Linked DNA regions of Rattus norvegicus: region 1 is linked to region 2. The links are chromatin contacts, called in public Hi-C maps. All regions are on one chromosome and are shown on one strand. Each heading gives the region's core, a stretch centred on a gene start, on an enhancer-like site or on the middle of the called end of the contact. The rest is flanking DNA. Distances are from core to core; before and after follow the strand shown.

Region 1 (6,198 bases), core at 1,645-4,144, 38 kb before region 2:
AGGGAAAGAAGTCAGAGCCGCCAACCAAGGAAACAAACCCCAGAAAGGGGGTGCCACCAAGATGTTAGCCCAGGGTTTTTTAATGACAGAAGCTGAGGCATAGGGGGTGCTGGCTCATGCAGCTGGCCCATCTGCCGGGCACCTTCCAGTCTCCCTCGAGTTCTCCACTATAGTTCTCAGGCAGGCTTGCTCACTTAAGAGAAAGAATAATCCGTACCTCCCTCCTAAGGCTCCCTGCTTCCCGAGAGGTCAGGACCACAGAAAGGACAAGTGGCGTGTCCTGCTTCCAACCAAGGACAAGAGTCAAAACTGCCCATGTTTGGGGACCCTACCCTAAAACTGCTTGACCAATGCCATCCCCTTGCTTTCTTTACCAGCACTCCAATGGCTGAGACAGGAGGATTGCTGTGAGTTTGAGGCCAACATAGGTGACCCAGTGAGTGCTAAGCCAACCTGACACTGTCTCGAATAAACAAAACTCAAATAAAAACCAACTAATCAACAACAAAAACTCCTGGGGCATCGCCAGGGATACCCTGGATTCCCTGCACTGAAAACAGAACGAAACCCTAAGCAAATACCAAAAACAGTTTGTAAGATATCCAGCGAGTGTGGCTTAAGAATAAATATTCTTCTAGCATAAGGCCCTTGGTTCAAACCTCAGCACAGAGAGAGTCTCAAATTTTTCTCTTGCTAGAATTTTAACACCTAAACTCATGTATTCTTCTGCATCCCTGTAAGAGCAAAGTCTAAAAACTTGTGGGCAAGGGGTTGGGGATTTGGCTCAGTGGTAGAGCGCTTGCCTAACAACCGCAAGGCCCTGGGTTCAGTCCCCAGATCCAAAAAAAAGAAAAAAAAAAACTTGTGGGCATACTAAAAATGATATCTTGTCAGTACTGTTTTTGTGAGGGTTGTTTTTGTCAACGTTTTGCCACCTAGCCTTCTCCCAAGGGTCCCTGAAGCTGTCTCACCATGGGGTCCTGCTTGAATCTCCATCTTAACTTGAATTTGTCTTCATTTGTTCCTTCATATCCATCATGGAGATTGTCTTAGAGTTTTACTGCTGTGAACAGATACCATGACCAAGGCAACTCTTATAAGACATTTAATTGAGGCTGGCTTACAGGTTCAGAAGTTCAGTCCATTATCATCAAGGCAGGAACATGGCAGCTCCCAGGCTGGCATGGTACAGGAGGAGCTGAGAGTTCTACATCTTTATCTGAAGGTAGCTAGGAGAAGACTGACTTCCTGAAGGTAGCTAGAACTGAAGGTAGACTGACTTCCAGGCAGCTGGTTCTTAAAGCCCACACCCACAGTGACACACCTACTCCAACAAGGCCACGCCTCCCTGGGCTGAGCACATACAAACTTATCACAGAGAAAGAGCCTCTGTCCCCCTTGCTCAGATATTTTTCTGAAGATTTGCCACCTGTTCCATGCACTAATTTAGTTCGTTAATCTGCCTTGTTTCCAATGAATGACTTTATTACCTCACATCTTTTTCACTGTCTCTGTCACATCCTCTCCCTGGTCGGGAAGAAAACACACATACAAAGTCAGACCCCGTGGCACATACCCCAGCACTCCAGAAGCAAAGAGAAGGATCGAGAATTCAAAACGGCAAGTTCCAAACCAAGCTGAGCCACCTGGTGGGTTCGAGGTCCTGGATTTGAGTCTCGGGACTGCAGTAAATAAAAAACATGAATTGTTAAAGGTTTCTTATCACTTTAATTTTTTTCAAACCTTATCTTTAATGATGATTCTTAAACACTTTAACCTTCCTTGTAACTCACCAACCACCAGAGGTAGTAGGAAAGAAAGGCTATGGGGGAAGTGGACCTGTTTAGAAAGGTTCTTTGGAGCAACTCCCATCGGTGTTGTCTGGAAATCATTGCTTCAGTTCCCAGGTCAGCAGCAGGTGGCAGCAAACACTTCATGGTTACAGCAGCAGTCCAGTTCGCTAGAGTCAGGTTAGAGACAGCGGTGACCGGAGTGACACCAGGTCTCAGCTGGGCCTCTCTCAGGGAAGTGAAGATGAGTGAAGATGTGAGACCCACAAGCGTTGCACAGCTAGCTATACCAGCAAGCCAAGTTCTGTCTTGGTCACACCGTGAAGTCTTATTTATACCCTCCAGACATCACGTGTCCTCCACGGGTCTTGTCTCAGCCCTTGCATCTAATCAGTCTGAGTTCTCGGAAGCAGTACACCAACAGAAATTTTTCAGTGCCTTTCTATGGTGTCCCGACAAATGCAGCTCAAGTTTGCACTGTAAGGCAGACCAATACATGTGTGTCATTAGCAAAGACTCTTTCATCACACGTGTTGGTATTCGGTCTAAGCTCCACCCCCACAGTTACCTGGCAACAGCCAAGTATGCTCCACCCCACAGTTACCAAGCACAGGGTGCCTGACTATAAAGGGGGCTGCTTGCCCCTCCTCACTCTCCTCTCTTTCTTCTCTTGCTCCCTGCTCTCCCCGTTCCCCTCCCCCGTTCCCTCCACATGCTCACGGTCCCCCTCCTTCTACTCTTCTTCTCTCATTAAACCTCTCCACGTGAAACCATGTTGGCTTGGTGTAGTCTGTCTGGATGAGAGCCAAGATTTCTACTCCAACATTGGTGGCCCGTACACGAAGTTCGATCTACCTGTGACTGCCTGGCCCAGCGTCCTGCGGCCCCCGCCGCCGCCCGCCGCCCGCCGCCCACCGCCCCACTGCCGCACCACAGCAGCTGACAGCAGAGCAGAGCAAAGGCCCTTCCCACCACGTGCCTCTGCCGACACCGCTCTGGCAGTGGCCCACTGGCCCTCAGCCCGCCCTGGAACCCCTGGACACTGGGCGCAGTTGCGGTCGCTTGGCATGGGCCGTGCCCTCACACGGGGCTGTGGCAGGAAGAGACATAGGCCCAGGCCTCGCCTGTCGTTCTCACCACCTGAATTGGATCACGGTGTCTTCTAGGCCTCAGCTGTGCCGTTGGACACCACCACCTGCTGGCTGCTGTGGGACTCAGGACTTCCACGTGAGTGGCTGCTGCAGCTGGCGCACGTGCAGACTTCTGCAGGAGCCACTGCCCTCCGTGGTTCACCACGTGGTGCCAGCTCTTGCCACGTGGGTCACTTAAACAGGCCCTCACCAACCACACGGTTTCGCTTTTCCTGCTATCAGACTGCGGCTACAATTCTCGCACAAACACCGGCAGATTAGTAGGTCTATTCCTCCAGTTGGCAAGGAGGAACCCCCGATTTCCCAGAGAGGGTCTGGCCAGCCCTTATGGGGGAAAGGGACCCCATAGCTAACATAGGAGATCCAACTTTGGTGATTTGGTGGAGATTCCCTCGAAAGTGGTTCCTTGCTCCCCTCCCACTCCAGGCTCTCTCAGCGGATCAGAAAATCCTAGGCTTGGGAATGCTTTCTGGTGGGTCCGGGACCTGTCGTGTATGGCCTCCAGGAGTCTACGTGACGACTCAGACACCTGGCCTGGCAGAGTGCTTCTGCTACTGAGTTGATCCTCCGGGATGCGGGACGGATAACTCGGTAACTTCCCCCAATGGGTAATTCGATGTCTTTGAACGAACGTACCTCCAGATTCCGCACTGGGATGTTTTCTGGAAAATTTCAAAATCCTAAAACTAATGCCTCACCTGAGGACATCAAACTGATACACCTTTGCAATAATGTCTGGACTTGATACTCATTAGACAATGGTTCAAAATGGCCACATAATGGTTAAATTCCTCAATTTTACAGGATTTTCATACATACTGACAGCAGTCTGGTAAATGGGGGAAAAGTTCTTTATGTTCAAGCGTTTATGTACCTTTGGTCCAACCCCTCTCTGTGTTCTGCTTCCCGTGGCATCTCACTGAGGTAACCTGTGTCCCGGGTACTGGCTGGTCAGTCCAGCAGGCCTCCCCATCCCCATGATACCCTGCGTGCAGCTGCTCTCCAAGGACGCGCCTTCTTCAAGCAGTGCTGGTGAGCGGTACCTACTCGACCTCTGTGCGCTTTCTTTACCTCAGAGCTTGACTTTCCATACTGTACACAAGGTCTCAGAGGAGCGTTCTTGAGCTTGGAGCTACTGTGCTGCCCCTGGGGATGGGTCCTTTCACTGACCCTCGTTCTAGGACCTTTTCCCTTGGGTGAGACTTTTCCTCCCTTTTTGTGAGACAGTGTCTCTCTGATGAAAATGCCACCGGCTCTGAGTGTAGCCCCAGCACTGGTAGGGACAATTAATAATCCCTATTCTCACCCATGGATCTATCGGTCTTCGCCGCCTGCCCTCCTGGGATGTTTTGGTCTAATTTACACTAAGCAGAAAGCAATGTCTCTATGTGGCCAAAGAACGGGCACTCTCTTGCTAGCCACCCATAGCATAGGCCTCCCCTTCCTCCCTTCCTCATTGCGGCCCCTAGTTCGTTGCCCTGTGAAAAGCAGGTCTGGCCCTGTCCCTTGCATCCGCCAGGGACTCTGTCTGTGAGACCTGCTTTCCCATGTGCGTGTGACCCCTACACTTGGCGCGCTCTCTCACTCAGGGCTTCTGTGTTCTGCCTGCCGCTGCGGGTGCTACAGCCCCTGGCTCACAGCAGCAGAAAAAGCGAGTCTGGCCCCGCCCCTTGCGTCCTACCAAGGAATCTGCTTGCTAAGACCCGCGGGCATGTGAGCTCTCTCTGTCCGGGACTTTGCTCCTGTGCTCGGCCTGCCATAGCCTCGAGAAAAACAGCGTTCACACTGTCTTTTCTAGCATGTTCACACCGCAAGCACACCCGTTACTAGGATATAGGATGCTACTGTGGGGTGGGGTAGTGCTGGCCCAAAGCCAGAATCACTGGTCCGGGGCTTCCGGCTGCCAGGAGGAAGGTTCTCCCCACCTGCCTGGGTCCTAGCCATGCACCTAGCCACAGAACCTAGCCTAGCCACAGAACCACCCCACTCGAGCCTCTCCCTTGCTCTGCAGATTAGCCATTCCCAAACCTTGCTGTGCTCGGTGTCACAGGCTTAAATCTGCCTGGTCACGGTCTCATATGTGACACGGTTTTCTTATTCATTTTCTCTATTTATAAAACCTGTCAAGGTTATTTAAGATTTTTCATTCCTATCCTGTCTTGACATATGATCCTTATAATAATCTACTCCTGAGGAACGCCGGCGAGTTTGGGAGCAGGCAAGAATACATGCAGACGAGATCCATCAAATGGATGGAACATATCCGATTTGATCTGAGGCAGTACCCGACCAAGATCCCCGATGGAATTATAATTCCACAGGTGGCTTTTTAGCCAGAGATCGATTCATAACCTGCCTCCTGGCTGGTCTCTGCGGGGAGGTCAGCCTTAAAACCAGTGAATTTTGCAAAACTACAAGAGGTCATTTAGGAAAAACAGGAAAACCGATCCCAATTTTTAGAACGCCTTACAAAGGCTTTATTGCAATACACTAATCTAGACCCTAAAAACTCAGAAGGAAAACAAGTTCTGATGACTTGTTTCTTTTCCCAGAGCTACCCCAACCTAAAAGACAAACGTGAGAAAGCTAGAGAGAGGGCTACTAACTCCAGAGGCAGAAGTTTTGGCACTGGCCTTTAAAGTGTACCAGGGGAGTGATGAGAAGGCTTGCAGACTAAAATACCATTTGCTGACAAAGGCTGTCAAACCAGCCTCAGCCACTGCCAGGAACTCCTGGTCTTCCGAGGCTAAGGGACCACCAGGCTCCTACTACAAATGTGGTCAACAAGATCACTGGGCGAGGGCTTGCCCTGACTTCTGCAAGCCAAGGGGCCATGTCCTAGGTGCCATCACGAGGGACACTGGACTGTCAATTGCTCTTGTGTTGTACAGGACAAGGAGACATCACGTCCAGGTAACCCTTCAGCAGATTTCCTAGGCTTGGCTATGGACGACTGAAGGGGCCTGAGTTCCCTAGACCTGACCACTGCCATCACCAGCAGGGAGCCTCAAATAACCATCACAGTATATGGGCAGCCCACCTCCTTCCTTTTGGACACTGGGGCCACTTACTCAGTCCTAATGGAGTTTTGGGGACCCACTTCTCTCTCCTGAGTCCCTGTTGTCCCAAACCCCATGTTTAGCTGCATTTTTAGGGGTGTACCTCTTACCCATTCCTTTTTGGTAGTGCCAACATGCCCTTATTGGGAAGGGATCTTCTAGCTAAGTCAGGAGCCTCTATTTCACTCCACCCATTTG
Region 2 (6,115 bases), core at 1,092-3,591:
TGAAACAATATCATAAAACTAAATAAGAGGGGGCTGGAGAGATGGCTCAGTGGTTAAGATCACCAACTGCTCTTCCAGAGGTCCTGAGTTCAAATCCTGGCAACCACATGGTGGCTCGCAACCATCTATAATGAGATCTGATGCCCTCTTCTGGTGTGTCTGAAGACAGCTACAGTATACTTATATGTAATAAATAAATATTAAAAAAAAACTAAATAAGAGGCAGAGGAAATGGCTCAGTGGGGGAAGGTGCTTGCTGGGTGAGTATAAGGGCTTAAGTTGAGGTCCCCACAGAAAAGCATGACTTCCTATGTACCTGCAACCCTGGCACTGTGGTGGGTAGAGACAGGAAGACTGATGGAATTGATTGCCCTTAAGCCTAGATCCCAGTTCAGTGAGACACCCTGTCTTAAAAGGACAAGGCAGTGTACCAAAACACAACACTCAAGAGCCTCCTTTGGCAATTGTGCATGAGCCTGGCACCCTCCTACACACACACACATGCATGTACATAAGACATATGCATATACAGCATAAACACACACACTTCTGTATGTCTCCTCCAGATCAAAACATTCCATAGTGGTGGTGGTGGTGGTGGTGGTGGTGGTGGTGGTGGTGGTGGTGGTGGTGTGTGTGTGTGTGTATTTTGTGTGTGTGGAGTGTTTCCATAAGAAGGAAGGTAAACAACACAAAAGCAGCTTCAGGAACTCCCTGAAACTGACCAGATTCATTAGGCCCCTCCCTGCCAGGGTAAGCAGAGCCCACCTGCAAAGACTCAGAAAGAACTTCCTGGAGGAGATTTAGACCAACTGATGCACCTGAAAAGACACCTTCCAACCTGTTTAGCTGTCTGTGTGCTGGGCAGTGTGTCCAGGTTTCCCAGCTAGTATGAGCTGTCACCCATCTAGGCTTTGGTAAAGCAGTTGTCTTTGACCCAATAAAACTTTACTGGATCATCAAGTTGGACTTTAGTGGTATCTGCACTTTGATCTGTCGTGGTTCCCTGATCTGAGAAGAAAAGAAAAATGTGTTTCAGTCTCTCCAGGAAAAGTTTTATCATAACACACACACACACACACACACACACACACACACACACACACACACACTAAATCAATTTAAAGATCAAAATAGGAAGAGACATTAGCTGTTCTTGACTTCCATATTCTGGTATTTGTCATCTGCATTTCAAGGGATGGTAGGAGCCAGAGTCTCTGATGCTTGGGGCGACTGTGCAATGAACTTTAATGCAAGGCACCAGTGGCCTTGAGTTGGGGAATGTGTGAGCACCTGGGGCTCTCCCACAGAACTTCATCAGTCCCAGGGTCTTAGCATCTTGCCCAAAGCATGAACGCAGTAGACTGAAGTGTATTCCACCACTCACTTAACATGTTGGGTTCACAAGTAAGGACCATGTTTCCATAAAGAGGCCCCTCCCCGGGTATTCACAAGGGGGTACAGCATTATCCAAGCTGTGCCTAGCATGAGTAACGTTGGGCTGGGATGGAGGGTGGAGGCAAAGACTTAGGAGACACAGCAAGTTATGTTGGGACACAGCAAGTCATCCAGGTAAGTGGAGTGTGGAGTAAGGCAAATCTGGGGACAAGGACACGAGTGGATACAGTCAAGAAAAATTCAGGAAGGTAGCATCAATAGGCCAGGCCTTGAGCTAAGACTTAGCCAGCAGCCAAGAGTCAGGCTGCACCCACCCTATACCTGACTTGCATTGTCTGCAGGTGGAAAGGGATCTAACGGCTCGTACACACAACGACCATCACTTGGATCAAGCAAGGAGGTGGAAACCTCACTGTCCTGGAAGGAAATAGTACTGCAAACTTCTTGCAAGGGTCTGTGCAGTACTCAGAGAATCTCTAGCCAAGGTCAAAGGTGAAGGACCCTCAGGAAAGGAACTGCTGTGTATTGTCTGTGTCCCAGCTCTGGGTGCTCTGAGCAGTGCGCATAAATCATATTTCAGATTCTCCTGTCACTGTCCCCTCATTACCCACAGCTTGCGTTTTTGTTTGTCTTGGGTGCTTTGCCTGTTTTGTGTTTTCTTCTATTTTGTTTTGAGGCAAAGTCCTACTAATGTATGCTACTTTGGAACTCACTATACAGCCCGATCTAGATTCAAACTCGTGATCCTCCTGCCTCAGCCTCTTGGATTACAAGCCTGTGTGTGCCACCTTGGGCAGCCCTCATCTTGCATCTTATCAGTCAAGGGTCAATTCTGAAGACCCAGAAAACAGGTCTAACTCCGGAACTGTGTCCACCATAAGGCTAGCCCACTGCTGATGCGGCCGAGGATGGCCCTTGAGCAGCAGGATGTGTAGTTTCTAATTCTTATCTCTGGTGGCCACTGGCCAGAGACAATAAAGGAAGATGGCCTAGGGCAAAGGGTAAAGGGTGCCTTGGCTTCAAAGTAGGAAGTGTCATTAACTCTGGAACATTTGGAGCCAATTTCTATTTAATGCTTCCTTAGAGCAGGCAATAGCCAGTCTGAAACAAGCACCCACGTACCTGTATCTTCTGCCTAACACATCTCCCTCTCCCCCTCCCCCTTCTTCTCCCCTTCCTTCTCCTCCTCCCTTTCCCCCTCCCTCTCCCTCTCTCTTTCTCTCCCTCTCTCCCTTACCTCTTCCCCTTTTTCTTCCCCCTATGGGTGCATCTGGCTTCTAGTAGTCATCATTTGTTGCAGTATAAAAGTGAACATGAGCGTGGGTGGCCCTGAACTCTAGGGGGACAAAGGAGAACCTATCATATTTAACCCCATCAGGGTGAAGGGAGTTCTGCAGAAGGGGAAGAAGAGGAGGCAGAAAGGTTGTTAAGAGCACATAAGAACTCACAGAGATATGGGGTTGGGGATTTAGCTCAGTGGTAGAGCGCTTGCCTAGGAAGCGCAAGGCCCTGGGTTCGGTCCCCAGCTCCGGAAAAAAAAAAGAACCAAAAAAAAAAAAAAAAAAACCTCACAGAGACTCTGGCAGCACACACAGGCCCACACACGTCCAAGCCAGACAGAGTCCAGTGCCAAGAAGGTGAAATGGGCGTGAGCTCCTATCCCAACCAAGAAGTTATCTCTAATTGATAACCCCTTGCAAAGAAACAGTTTGTTTTCTCCAAGTGAGTCTCGCAGGGCGGGAATGGGTATGGCCCATGCTCAGGAGTGGACGGCTAGCACAGACAAACACAATGGGTTTGGGTTGGGGGGCTTGGGGCTTGGGGCTTGGGGGGTGGGGGGTGGTCTTTTATTGCTTTGTTTGGGTATTTTTTTAACCTTACTTATCTTTTGCTTATATATCATGGTTTCTGATTTTGTATTTTTATGAAATTTGTGTGTGTATATATATATATATGTGTGTGTGCGTGTGCTGTTGTGTGTATGTGTGTATGTATGCTGTTGTGTGCACATGTGTAAGTGTGTGTATACATGTATGTATGTGCATGTGTATATATGTGTATGTGTGTGTGCTGTTTTGTGCATGTGTGTTTCTTGTGCTTTTTCATTGTTTTTCCCTTTTTTTGTTCTAATTATGGTTTGTTTGTTTTATAAAGGGAGGAGAAAAGAAGGCGTTGAGTTGGATGGGTGGAGAGAATCTGGGAAAGGAATATATTGTATAAAAATTATTTTCAGGGGTTGGGGATTTAGCTAAGTGGTAGAGCGCTTGCCTAGGAAGCGCAAGGCCCTGGGTTCGGTCCCCAGCTCCGGAAAAAAAAAAAAAAAAAAAAAAAAGAACCAAAAAAAAAATTATTTTCAATTAAAAAAGAAGTCCAGGGGCTGGAGAGATGACTCAGTGGTTAAGAGCACTGACTGCTCTTCCAGAGGTCCTGAGTTCAAATCCCAGCACCCACATGGTGGCTCACAACCATCTGTAATGAGATCTGATGCACTCTTCTAGTGTGTCTGAAGATAGCTACAGTGTACTTATAATAAATAAACAAATAAATAAACAAAAAAAAAAAAGTCCAAAGTGGGGGGCTGAACAAGAGCAGTAAGCAAACCAGGTAGCGTGGCTTCTCCGTGACCTCTGCATCAGCTCCTGCCTCCAGGTTCCTGCCTTGACTCTTTTCATGATGGACTATAACCTGTAAGTTGAGAAGAACTCTTTCCTCTCCAGGTTACTTTTGGTTACGCAATCCTCCTGCCTCAACTTCCTGAGTGGTTGGGATTACAGGACTGTGCCACATCTCTTAAGATCTTAAGGAAATTTGAAGTTATCCCCATAATCTGGTCTGCCCCAATAACTCAGGAACCGATGAGTACATTTCATTCCACCTGGACCATACATTTTTCTTTCCTCGTGACATACCACATGCATTCTCTGGAGGCTGGGGCATGAGTGTGCTTGAGAGAACACCACATCGACACCAACACCAACACTTACTTAATACCTTTCTCTCTAGTCCGCCCGCAGTGTGCCCTATGGTTTCTTAAAGAGCACAGCAAATCTGAGTCCCAGTCATCCCCACGGTGAGCCCTGGATTAGCACCCCTTTTGGCTCCCCACCCACCCACCCCCCTACCCACCCAGTCCTAGTTGCTTTTTGCCCACTTAAAATTTCAGGCTTCAGTCCTCAAGTATCCCCCTTGCCCCTAGTCCTTCTGGGAGATTCACCTTGTGGAACTGATAACCAAGATGGTAAACTTGAAAATGATTGACTCAGCCTCGGCACACACTTCCCCCCATAAAAGGAAACGTGCCTTTGGTGGGGGAGGTGCTGAAGAACTTTCTATATTGGGCACATCTACTGTAGTAGGTTCTAAACAAAGGTGAACCACTGCCAGAGGGCTAGAAGATGTGTCTGTGTGTGGGTATGTGTACATGAGCTGAGGTGCTGAATATTAAGTCTCGGAGCCTAGGACACATGGCTGAGGTGTCTGTCATATCAACATATCAAGGTGGACTTCTCTGCCAGGTTCTCCCAGCATCCTTCAGCAGCCCCCCACACACACACTCACACACTCACACACCGGGGCTGGGATGTGCCTTCCCCCAGGGGCTCTTCCCTACATAATCCAGCTATTTTGGTTACCATTTAGCTACCCCTCCCCCTTTTTTACCCTTTACCCTCTTGGCAGCGGCACCTGGCTCCTCTCTCTGAGATCCACATTCTTCCTCGCCCCTCCCCCTCTCCTCACAGGCTCAGGGTCACGTCCACTCTGGAGTCTTCTAGATGTCCCTGCCTCCGGCTGTGCTCTCCCTCCTAATTACAGCAAACATTTTCCTCCACCATACCTGGGAGCAGTCGTGTCCTTCCTGTTTTTCTTTTTTCGTTCAGCATGAGGCCAGAGACCTTGGATCCCTTTGGCATTGTAGTTACACAGGACTGCCCTGCCTGCCGTGGCTGGTGCCAGCTAGAGTAGTACGTGTTGTTTAGCTCTGAGCCATCTCTCAGCTGCAAGACTGGGCACTTTAAAGGTGGATCAATTCTCAGGTTTCTGGAGGCTGGTAACTTAAAGTTGGTGTCAATACTGGACAGAATAGAAGGAGAAAAACGGGGGTCCGTGGAAGAGGGAAGGAGCCTGGGAGAAACTTGGGGATTTATAGCAGATATGGCTCAGTGGTTAAGAGCACTGACTGCTCTTCCAGAGGTTCTGAGTTCAAATCCCAGCAACCACATGGTAGCTCACAACCACCTGTAATGAGATTTGATGCCCTCTTCTGGTGTGTCTGAAGACAGCTACAGTGTACTTATATCTAAAAAATAAATCTTTAAAAAAATTAAAAAAAATAAAAAAGAATCCCAGCACAATGGCACTCAGGAGGCAGAGGCAATGTGGTCTACATGAGTTCCAGATGAACCAGAACTGCGTAGGGAGACCCTAGCTCAGATAAAAAGAAAGTGAGGCTGGTGGGGCAGCCCAGTGGTTAAGACTTCATACTGCTCTTGAAGAGGACCAGAGTTCAGTTTACAGCACCCCTGTTGGGTAGCTCTTAAGTGCCTGTAACCCCAGCTTTTAAGCGGTTAAGACTTCATACTGCTCTTGAAGAGGACCAGAGTTCAGTTTACAGCACCCGTGTTGGGTAGCTCTTAAGTGCCTGTAACCTCAGCTTCCATGAGATTTGACTCCTCCAGCTTCTTCATGTGTCAGCACGCACACACACACACACACACAC

What was found. A called contact is a pair of places that touch in the nucleus more often than the background predicts.
Region 1: a contact with region 2 is called in a Hi-C map of liver, with 2.4 times the contacts expected there. The contact joins two enhancer-like sites. A contact is called at or near these places in 5 of 12 Hi-C or Micro-C datasets (the A7r5 cell line, kidney, liver and 1 more).

The regions. Positions count from the first base shown.
Region 1 is chr17:78,334,882-78,341,079 of GRCr8, reverse strand. No RefSeq gene overlaps it. Among named protein-coding and RNA genes, the nearest start is that of Sephs1, 46 kb to the right of the region's middle. Within about 2 kb of position 2,894, at least 1 of the 93 cell types and tissues checked has an H3K27ac peak or open chromatin away from gene starts, as enhancers often do. A contact at or near this core is called in liver, where this site is marked.
Region 2 is chr17:78,296,632-78,302,746 of GRCr8, reverse strand. It overlaps LOC134482743 (a long non-coding RNA gene), which reads right to left. Exons shown (of 2, transcript XR_010059258.1): 1 at 5,234-6,115. Among named protein-coding and RNA genes, the nearest start is that of Sephs1, 7.6 kb to the right of the region's middle. Within about 2 kb of position 2,341, at least 2 of the 93 cell types and tissues checked have an H3K27ac peak or open chromatin away from gene starts, as enhancers often do. A contact at or near this core is called in liver, where this site is marked.